2 separate regions of the Arachis hypogaea genome follow, and region 2 is linked to region 1. The links are chromatin contacts, called in public Hi-C maps. All regions are on one chromosome and are shown on one strand. The core of a region is the stretch at or near the end of the contact, and the rest is flanking DNA. Distances in the headings are between cores, read along the strand shown. Region 1 holds the start of LOC112703470 (gibberellin 2-beta-dioxygenase 1). Region 2 holds the start of LOC112703471 (ubiquitin carboxyl-terminal hydrolase 15).

Region 1 (5,504 bases), core at 410-2,909:
ATTGATACTATACTATAAGATATCATATATCATTAGTGCTACAAGAGTAAACACAATTTACTACTTTCGTTAATAATTAGCCAACAAATATACCCATGTATGTTAAAAAAATCTAAATACACTAGTATAATATTAATATAAATACAGTACTGACTAAAAATATTAATCAGTATAAATAAAAATTGTGAATCTCAATTTTTTTTTTCCAATTATATATAATATTACACTATACTGACATAACGCGAAAGCAAAACTTTTTTTATGTATAAAAAAAAAATAAAATTGAATAAATAAATTCATGTGGTTTTGGGAAAAGGAGAGGGGGAGTTGAATAATGTGGCAGGTGCAATAATAATTTTAACAAGTCAACCAAAATGTGCTCACACACATTCAAAAAAGCAAAAAGGAGAAGTTTATCTACATGCAGAAAAACTACTATTTCCACTTGTTATTATCCATTGACAACAATAAAATTAAAAATTTTAAAACAAAAAAGGTTAGAAATCCAAAAAACAAAACACTTATATTTGTCATTTCTCTTTTATGTACCTGAAGTGAATCACCAACATTGACAAAGAAGGAACTGTGATCAGGAGGAACAGGAATCCAGTTTCCATCACCAACATCAATCTGAAGGCCAGAGGTGTTATTGGATCTCAGAAGAGAAATTATTTGTGGGTCAGTGTGCTCTCCAAAACCAACCATGTTAGTGGTGTTGTTCTTGTTCTTGTTCTCATCACCACCACCTCCGCCATTGGAAGCAGGGTAGTGGTTCACCCTGAAAGCAGAGTCACTCTGCTCATCCATCACAAGCTTGCTCAGCACGTTTCGTTCCTCAATCTTCAGCCCTTCCGCCATTAACTCAAGAACCTCGCACGCCATCTTCCTCATCGCTTGCATGTACTCGTTCAAAGCACACCTACACACACACAATAATAAATTAAACTTCGCTAAGTTTACACCCTTTATAATAAATACGGTTTTAACATTAATGTTTTTTATAACTAAACACGATTTTTTTATTTTATTAATTAAAAAATAATTTAAATAATAATTATCTAAAACTTTGATTCTAGTGTTATCCCTTTAGCTTACGGGACCATGCCAAAATACATGGTAAGATTCACGTATATTACCTGAATTGCTCTGAGTTTTGATCAGAAGGTAGTGTGAGAGTGTTGGAGTGTTGTGAATTGGTTTTAAGGAGAAGGTACTCGATCCAACCGACGTCGCCGTTGTAACCGAGGCGCTTGTTGCCGTACCCGAAGGGGTTGGCAAGGCCGACCTTCTCCTTGTCGCTCAGCGGCAAGGAGAAGAATTTGGTAGCCTCCTCTTCGAGGAGGGAAATGGCGTCCACAGGGACGCCGTGGTTTATGACTTTGAAAAACCCGAAGTCTTCACAGGCCTTCACTATGAGGGCCTGTGCATCGGGTTTTGAAAGGTCCACTATGGGAATAGTCACCACCGGCGGTGAGAATGTGGCTGCTCTGTTATTGCTACAGTTTCTCATGTACGAGTATTGCATTTTTCTTTGTTTGTCTGTTATTGGTGATTGAGAAGATTTGTGTATGGAAGAGGAAGAAGAAGAAGAAGAGAGATATTTGAAGAGGGTGAAAGAGTTGATAAGGCTTTTTGAGAAGAGGGGTTTGCTTGAAGAAAAAACGGCTAAGCTTGTTTCCTATTTATACAAGAAGCAAAGCTTTGGTAGGGACAGAGCAGGAATAGAAACAGTGACAAGAATATATTTTTATTTCAAAATATGTTTATCTTCATAACATAAATTTACAAGCTAAAATATCAGATGAATTTTTTATCTCACATTGGTTAATTAAGTAAGGAAATAGTTTTTACTGTCTATGTAATGAGAAATACTCCTTATTCTTTAAGCTAGTTTTTTCACTTTTACAGTATTTTTATAGTCTCCGTTTAATTTTATTACATATACAAAATGATAGTACATTAAAATTTGTGAGATTATATGTTATAATTAGTAGTTTAAAACTAAATATAAATTTATTATTCTAATATTCAATTTCAATTTTATTGAATTATATAAAATGATAAATTTTAATTAATTTCTATTAAAAATAAATCGTCTAATATGTTGGGATAAGTCTCATTTTATCAAATATTTTCAATAGAAAATGAAATTTGAAAATAATTACTTCCTATACTTAGCAGACTTAAAGTTCTAGAAGCTCTATTGAAATTGTTGTTAATGTACATTTATTTTTGTTTATAATTATAAAAAATAAAAGACAAATAGGTTGATATATGAAAAATGACTAAACTAAAATATTCATAATTTTTTGTAAATATAGAGTGGTCATTATTATTTTATACTATTTTTTACAACCGACCTTTTTCTTTAAATAATGGACATCACAATCCTGCCGAAAAAAGTAGTCCAGTCATCACCTACCTGAGCATTATATTTACTAGGATTTCTCCCACTAAAATATACAAGACAACTTTATCACATTGAAAAAAGTAAGTAGTTGCATCGATGAGATTCCTTTAAGGTTTTCTTCATTGTATCTGATATATATGTTTTCCCTTGTTTCTATTTTGGTGAAACATTAAGCCTTTTATTAGTTTAATTAATTATTCCTTTACTCTATGCTCACATTTGTAGATAGTGCACGCAGCTCATTTTGCACCGCTGAGAGTGCCATCTACCTTTTCTTCCTTCTGGTAACTTTGCTAATGATAATAACTAACAGCAATGTTAAAAAAAAAAACGTTTATAATATTTCATCTACCTTACTTGTTAATTAAAAATTTTAATATATTATAAATTATTATAACAATAAATTTTATTCATAATTAAATATATTTGTTCTTAAATAAATTTAAAAAATTTAATCTTTATATAATCACAGTTAGAAAAAATTATATCAATATCTAATCATGTATTGTTATATTATTAAAAATAATTAATTTTAAATGAACTATTTAAAAGGTCATTTAAACTTATAAATTAATAGAATTACAATGTTTTGTATTTACAAATTTTAAAATTAAACTCATATATTTAAATACAATTATTTAAATTATGAATATATTAAAATTTTAAATAACAAAGAAAAATCGATAAATTAGAAGATAAGCTTCCATGTCATGCATGCACCTATATCGTCACGTTTTTGGTGCAGTTGCGTGTTTAATTTAGTGTAAACAGAGCAACAAGCATTGAAACATTTTAGTTCGGGTAAAATGATGAAGGGACACTTTGAATTTTTTAAAATTAATATTCAAACTGCCATCATGAAGTCATTATTACGTTTCTCCTCATCCAAGTCCAGACTTTATTAGTTTCTCAAGTACATTTAATTTGTTTCAACTTTTCCATTTTTCTTTCTTCAATTCATGCTCATATTGAATTAATCAATGTTGTAAGTTTGTACAGATAATATATATTAAATGAGTCATTTTATATGACTAATAAAATTTATTAATTTTTATTAATATTTGATTAATTTTAAATTTTAAATATGAAATTTTAAATTTAAAAAATAAATATTAAATTTTAATAATATAAAAATAAAATAAAATTTTAATAGTATAAAATTAAAATAATGACCTAAAATATTAACTAATATTAATAAAAAATTAATCTTTTAATAATTTTATATTAAATATTTATAAATTTAGAAATTATTTTTAATATGAAAATGAAGATAGTGTTTTGGTTGAATATTGATATTTGAAGTGTATTGCTGTATTGTAGATGTGCAGAAAATGCTGAGATAATACGCAAAGGGAGCGTGTTGCTGTAATATCCTAATATTCAAATACTTATTCTCAAGTCATAAGTTAATGAAATAAGGTGGTACAATTCTCGAGGTGCATTATAATATATATATATATATATATATATATATATATATATATATATATATATATATATATTGAAAGAAAATATTAAACGAAGAGCTTGAAAATGAGTAAAATAAAATCGTGAACAGAGACTTTCACGTATCGATAAAATAGAAGATAAAGCGCATCTTAAAGCGAATGTAAAGAAAAACAATAATGAAGGAAAGATAAGGCCAGATAGGATATAAGTATATAACATAAGTAAATAGCCACTAGTCGTGACTTGCAAAGTTTAGGCCAGTTAGGGTTACAAAGGTAAAAGTAGTTGACAACAGAATTTTCTATCTCTCCCAATGATACATCATCGCATCTATAGGCAAGTTCCAAAATAGTTAATTGCATACATATAAGTTTTTTCAAAATAAAGAATGAGAGATTCTAAGCAAAAGTAATATAGAGTTCAATGATCTTCGCCATCTTTCAGATAAACCACAGTTTACTGTTGAGCACCTGGACCTACATCTGAAAAACAGAGAATATATACAGAATAAAGACCCCCGATCCATGGGTTCCTAGTACGATAAAAATTCTAAATAAGTACAATGCACTATAATAAGAACTCACTAAGCATCTTGATCTTCCTTTTATCAATTATTCACCCTAAGTTTTCATCTTTCCCAACCTTCCAAACTTTCCAACTTCTAATTTATTACAGAACCATGAATAGAACCAGCACCAGCTAGCCGACTCAGTAATTCTATATTAATACATCATATCTTTACCTGACGTAAGTGAAATCACTTCACTGCGTCTACTAAGGGAACTCAATTTATCTCATTCAATATTCATCATTGTTAATTAATCACTTCATCATTTTATTTTCATCAAGGACAGTCCTCAACGTCAACCAACACTAGCATGAGGGACCTTTCAGTTGTACAAGCACAAGCAATACAAACAAGTAATACACAAGTAAGGCAATTAAGGAAAGTAGCATTTAAATATGTAACATATTAAAATAGGCAAACTCATACAATTAAGCAAACCCAAACAAATCAAACATATGCAAATGATGTATGCCTGTCCTATGGCCAATGAGCTCATCTGTCGATTATACAGCCAACCCAACACACCCGATAGCTAACCTAGATATTATCTCTCAACACGAAGGAAATCCTCAACCTTCAAGGGGAGAATCCTCAACCTCCCATTTAGAGAGAGATTGTGATATAATAATAGGGAATCCTCAACCTAACTCATTGACACCACAGCCAGGAATCGAATCGAAGAAAATCTTCAACCTTCTCCATTCAATTCTTCATTGTAGTACGAGAGTGAATCCTCAATCCCGCTTGCCCACCGCAATAAGAGAGGGAATCCCCAACCTCATCTTGTCTGTTACAGCAAGAGAGAGAATACTCTATCTCAGCTTGTTTATTAGTAAATGGGATCCAACTGCCGTCTTCACTATTTCAATTCGAAACTCATTTCAATTCAACACAAGTAAACATACCCGCAATCTAAATTAATAATTACAAAATTAAACCGAAGAGAATTTTCGACCTTCTATTCAACCCTATAGTGTGACAAGTGAGGGAATCCTCAACCTCAAGCTCGTCTACTATAACAAGAGAAGGAATCATCGACCTTAACTTATTTATCACAACAAGTGAGAGAATCTCCAA
Region 2 (5,161 bases), core at 909-3,408, 210 kb after region 1:
TTGTGAATTTGCCTCCAGTGGATTATCTGACAATTCCCGGAGCTGCAAACCACTTCCAGCTCAAATTTTAAAAAGTAACTTAAAGTAAACCACAACATTCTCCTCAATAATTACAATGTTGAAGAAGAAAATCACTATACAGATAATAGAGTTGCTGAAATTTAGGTTGCAGAATAACCCATCAAAGGGCCACCAGTTTGTACGACACGGGGGATAAATAGACTAATGTGAATACTACACTCTCTAGCTCCATTTCTTTTCTATTACTACATTCCATTTTATCGAAGTGACAGTTATTAGTGGGCAAACAGAGCAGTTAAGAGGCATTGAGGCAAACAGGTTACCTATCTAAAAGTTATTTGAGCCGAGTACCAACGAGGCAAGTAGGCAACAGCTATCTATCTTAAAACTGTTTGAGCACATTACCGGTGACAAGCCAATTCTTCTAGCCATGTGTTTATTAACAACAATTGGCAAACCTAAGGGTATATTGCCCTTCTAAACTGATTACGCACAACACATTTCATAGTTTACATTTTACTTGGCAGTGTGTAATATTAATCTAGTTTGAAGACATTTATCCTTACAAACAGATTCAAAGATGCTTCAACAAACATTTAATTAAAAACGTAAAACAAATGCAATTAGTTAAAAGAATTACCAATATCTAACAGCCTTGCATCTGGAGCAGCGAGTCTTGGATGGGGCCGAGCACCGGGCACATTGCTGATGTTCACTCTTCTTTGATAGAGGATGAAGTTCACTCTTAGAAGCAATCTTAGAAGAAGGCACCAGAGGAATCAAATCAGGGACGGCCATTTCCTCTGCTCTCAAAGCTTCTTCGGCAGCCAACTGGGCGAGCAAGCTTATCCTATCTCTCTTCTTAGTAGTCTCGCTCCATTTTCCAAGTAAGATATAAGCCACCAAAGGAAATACAACCAGGACCAGAAACAGGAGAGGAATATCAGATTCACGCGGTTCGAGCATATCCCCACCAGCATACTCATGTCCAGTTTCCACCCAAACACTAATCAGTGTATGATCATTGATCACCTATAAGTCAAAGTAAATAGCATCTATCAAACCATTCAAACCTTTCAAGTTTCTTTCTGCTATTAAAAATTATATTTAGAATTCTTAAGTTAATTATATTAGTTTATTCAGTTTAGAACAAATAAACAGTGAAAAAAAGTTGGAACTGTTAAGCTGAACTCCTTCTTTGAGTAATAAGCTATTCAACTACCTTGTATATAACCCCATACAATCATGGCTTGTTCATTATTTCATAGCACAGAAGCAAGTAACACATAAAAGTTTGTCAGAAAAGGAAAACCAGTGCTCTTCATGTTACAATGCAGTGCCATCATGATTTGACAGAATTCTAAATTTACTGAAAGAAGAAAATAAAAAGTATAAACAAATCTTTCATATTTGACAAATGACAAGAAATTTGACCGAAGTCTACATAGCCATGTTATGTTTTTAGCAACCAGTTTTCAATAAAACAAGGAACATAAAACTGCTCTAATTAAATACGATTTCACCAACACACACCTCAAAAGATGTCAACAGTGGTAGACCAATCATTGCACAGAAACAAGGCAAAGGCCACATAATAAAGAAAAATAAACAGCACCAAACCTCTTCCATTGTGCCCACAACTCTAATTTTATATTCAACTAACACCCATTTAAGGAAAAATACCCAAAATTTCACAATTCGGAAGAGAGAATGTGACAAAGCACTCCACCTAAAAAGATGCTTTCACCAAAAGAAACCACCGAACCACCCTCCAAAAAAATAATTAATTAAATCATTTTTTCTTCAAACAATAGAAAATTTTCAACTCTCCAGCTCCACATAACAACCCAAAAGAAAAAAAGAAAAGAAAAATCTTGACAAAACCCAGAAAAGATATAGTAGCATGTACCAATCTCAGATTCAAAGTACAATGGAAGCTGAAGAAAGAAACAATGCAATGCAAGTAAGAAGCTTTGAAGCATTACCTTCAACAAAGGGGAAGAAATCTGAGCAAAACCCACCAACACTTCACCTCTCTATTCTTCTCTTCTTCTTCAACAGATTCGTTGATTCCCTCTCTTTCACTTCAGAACTTGTGTAACCCCATAATACCCCTTTTCTTTAACGTTTGCGAGGGTAATGTTACGCTGTGGCCGCACTGTGAAATATTTCAATAAAGTTGGGACACGTGGCGAAATATAAACTGTTGGATTAGATTTAGGGTTTTGGGACGTCAGATGTGGGGGTCCCGGAATTGTGCTTGTGTTAGTGGGACCCACTTAGATGATGTTCCCAATGATTCTCCAAGGGTGCCACGTGTACGGGGATGCATTAATAAGAGCATAATTGTTGGTCAGAGTGGGAATTTTGAACGGTGGGGAAGAAGAAATTATTATAATAATAAACTTTTTGATCTGAGGCATGTGATGTGAGAGAGCCATGACAGTCCTTTTGCTCCGAATATTACAATGTCAGTGGTAAGAAAATTGGAAACTGGAAAAAATAAAATAGAATACTAAATTAATTTAAATTAAAAAATAAATCACATAAGACCAGAGAATCAATAATTTTTGCATCATTAATAAAAGCGTTCGGTAGAATGTTGGATTCAAGTATAAGCTGAAAATTTTTTTATTTTTAATTTTTTTATATAAAATTATTTTTAAAATTTAACATAATTTTAAAATCAATTTTTAGATTAAATATCTTTTTTATTATAATATCTCTTTTTTTTATCACAACATCTTTTTTTCTTTTTTTTATTAATGATTTGTATGTTCTTTTTCTTTTTTTTTAATTTAATAATTTTTTGTTAGGAATAATTTAGTCTAGAATTTAAGATTTAAATCAAAATAATAATTTTAAAATTATGTTAAACATTAAGAATCATTTTATATGAATAAAATATTTAAAACGAAAAAGAAAAATTTTAATCTATACTTTAAAAATCAAAATCGTATTTAACCCTTAATAAAATTTTAAATAATGATAAGTTTGTTCAATTTTTGTTTCTGTTTGAATTAGTTTATTTACTTTAAGACATGAGGTCCCTTAATATTACTCACTTGTGTTAGTTAAATATAAATATATTAAATAACCTTGTTTTATTTTATTTTTTATGAATAAGATTATGAATTTAAAATAAGTTTGTAATTTCATAATTCATATATATCATTGCATAAAATGTTTAAAATTTCTCATTTCATATTATTTTGTACTGATTTTTCATTTCAAATATATTATATCTTATTTTATCATATCAATTATTTTATATGTATATAAAAAATTAGTCATTAATTTAATTATTCATATAATATATATATATATATATTAAAATATAAAATAAATTAAATAATACATATATTTATATATAAATATATAATAATTATTTTAGTAATTATTTTTTATCTACACATAAAATCTTTTAGATTTTATTTATATCATTTAACTAATTACAAAACATAACCCTGTTAAAATTTGATATAGTCTCATTATAGTAACGAGGACACAAGTCAACCCACTACATTATGCAAAATCCATCCTTCAAAAAAGAAATTTCTTTCTTTCTAAGATAGTATTCGTGTGTGCCATGTAGATGTAATTAAACAATTATACAGTAATTGATAGAAATGTGTATGAAAGCAGTTTAGATTAGAGATCTAAAAGTTTAGACCGTGATAACAAGTTTTGCTTTTACAAAAAAAAAAAAAAAAATATTACTATTATTGAATATTTCTCTACAGTATAATTAACCTCAGGCACGCTAGAATTTATTAGGGTTTTTTACTTAAATAAATTGTTTGGGATTCAAAATTACCTGATTCTCCTGAAACAAATTCTGTAACTTGATTACCCTTTTTGTATTATTATATAAATCGCCCTAGGGTGCAAAGGGTTATATAAAACATGAATCATGTCACCCTAGGACGATTAATGCATGAATTTGTGAGGCAAATTAAGAGTAAATCGTGGCAGGGCTTCTTGGGTTAGAAGTAGAGTATAAATCGTCTCAGGGTAGTAGGTTTTACGTGTTCATAGGCTAAACCAAACTGGGCTGCCACGATTTATGTGTTATTGGGACCCTCCTCAGCCTGGGACGATTTATGTGTTACTTTGTAACACTCACAGGACTGGGACGATTTATGCCCAAGTTATAACCCTAAGGAGTCAAGCACGAGTCACATTTGCAGTTGCTGCGGCGGAAAGGGTGAGAGGAGGTTTGGGAGCCACCATTGTTCACCGGAGAGGAAGTTTGGGGAGAGAAGTGTTTCGGGTGTGGGACCAGCCGGTGGCGGAGGTGCAACTGGTGGTGGGCAGAGGCGTCTGAGTGGCACAGAGGGTGGTGGCAGTGGGCCGCCAGTGGCCGGCTGGTGGAGTTGGAAATCTGTCCGGCGGTGATAATGGCCGCTAACCAAGGAGATATGTACCGCCTAAACGGCATTGCGCATGTTGCCGGATTTATAGATCAAGAGGTAAGTTTTTGAATTTTATAATGTTGTTGAGTCAATGCCATGGGTATGTTAAGTACATTGATATGTTGGATGATATAGTATGTTGGATGATATTGTATAGGGTGAATATGCATCTTAGAATATTTTTTTATTATGACGTTGGCGGATACCATGTTTAGTGATTTAGTTAGTTTTTAGTCTAGTATAAGACGTTAGAAATCAGTGTTCTTAATAGATTATGGAATTCGCTCATGACTGGGTGATGGTTCTGATGGCAGAATCATTAAAAAATTTGTTGTTGTTACTATTGATAGCAGAACAGGACTAGATCGGACCGGATCGGGCATGGACCGGACCGGACCAAACCTGACCGAACCGAATTGAACCGAACCGGTTGGGTGTGGTCAAACCCGGAGTAAAATGGTTTAAACTAATATCACTCGGTAAGTCCGGTTCGATCGAACCGCTTGAGTTTAAAAAATTTTTTAAAATGTTGAAGTTGGATTATTAGTGAAAATATGTATTTTAATTTTTATTTTTAAAAATTTTTATATAATTTATTTTTTAAATAATATAGGACCGGGTCAATCGGTTCAACCGATGAAGTATCGGTTCAACCATTAACCCGGTGACTTGATCGGTTCGGTTCTGCATTTTTTGGTTATTACATTATATTGGTAATGTCGAAT

What was found. A called contact is a pair of places that touch in the nucleus more often than the background predicts.
Region 2: a contact with region 1 is called in a Hi-C map of leaf, with 2.8 times the contacts expected there. The contact joins the promoter of LOC112703471 here to the promoter of LOC112703470 in region 1. A contact is called at or near these places in 5 of 8 Hi-C or Micro-C datasets (leaf and an unstated tissue).

The regions. Positions count from the first base shown.
Region 1 is chr7:74,779,034-74,784,537 of arahy.Tifrunner.gnm2.J5K5, forward strand. It overlaps LOC112703470 (gibberellin 2-beta-dioxygenase 1), which reads right to left and starts at 1,660. Exons shown (of 3, transcript XM_025754932.3): 1 at 1,137-1,660; 2 at 550-919. The coding sequence starts at 1,525. LOC140174249 (a long non-coding RNA gene) reads right to left here. Exons shown (of 4, transcript XR_011863520.1): 4 at 5,339-5,504.
Region 2 is chr7:74,991,657-74,996,817 of arahy.Tifrunner.gnm2.J5K5, forward strand. It overlaps LOC112703471 (ubiquitin carboxyl-terminal hydrolase 15), which reads right to left and starts at 2,159. Exons shown (of 14, transcript XM_025754933.3): 1 at 2,007-2,159; 2 at 662-1,053; 3 at 1-42. The coding sequence starts at 987.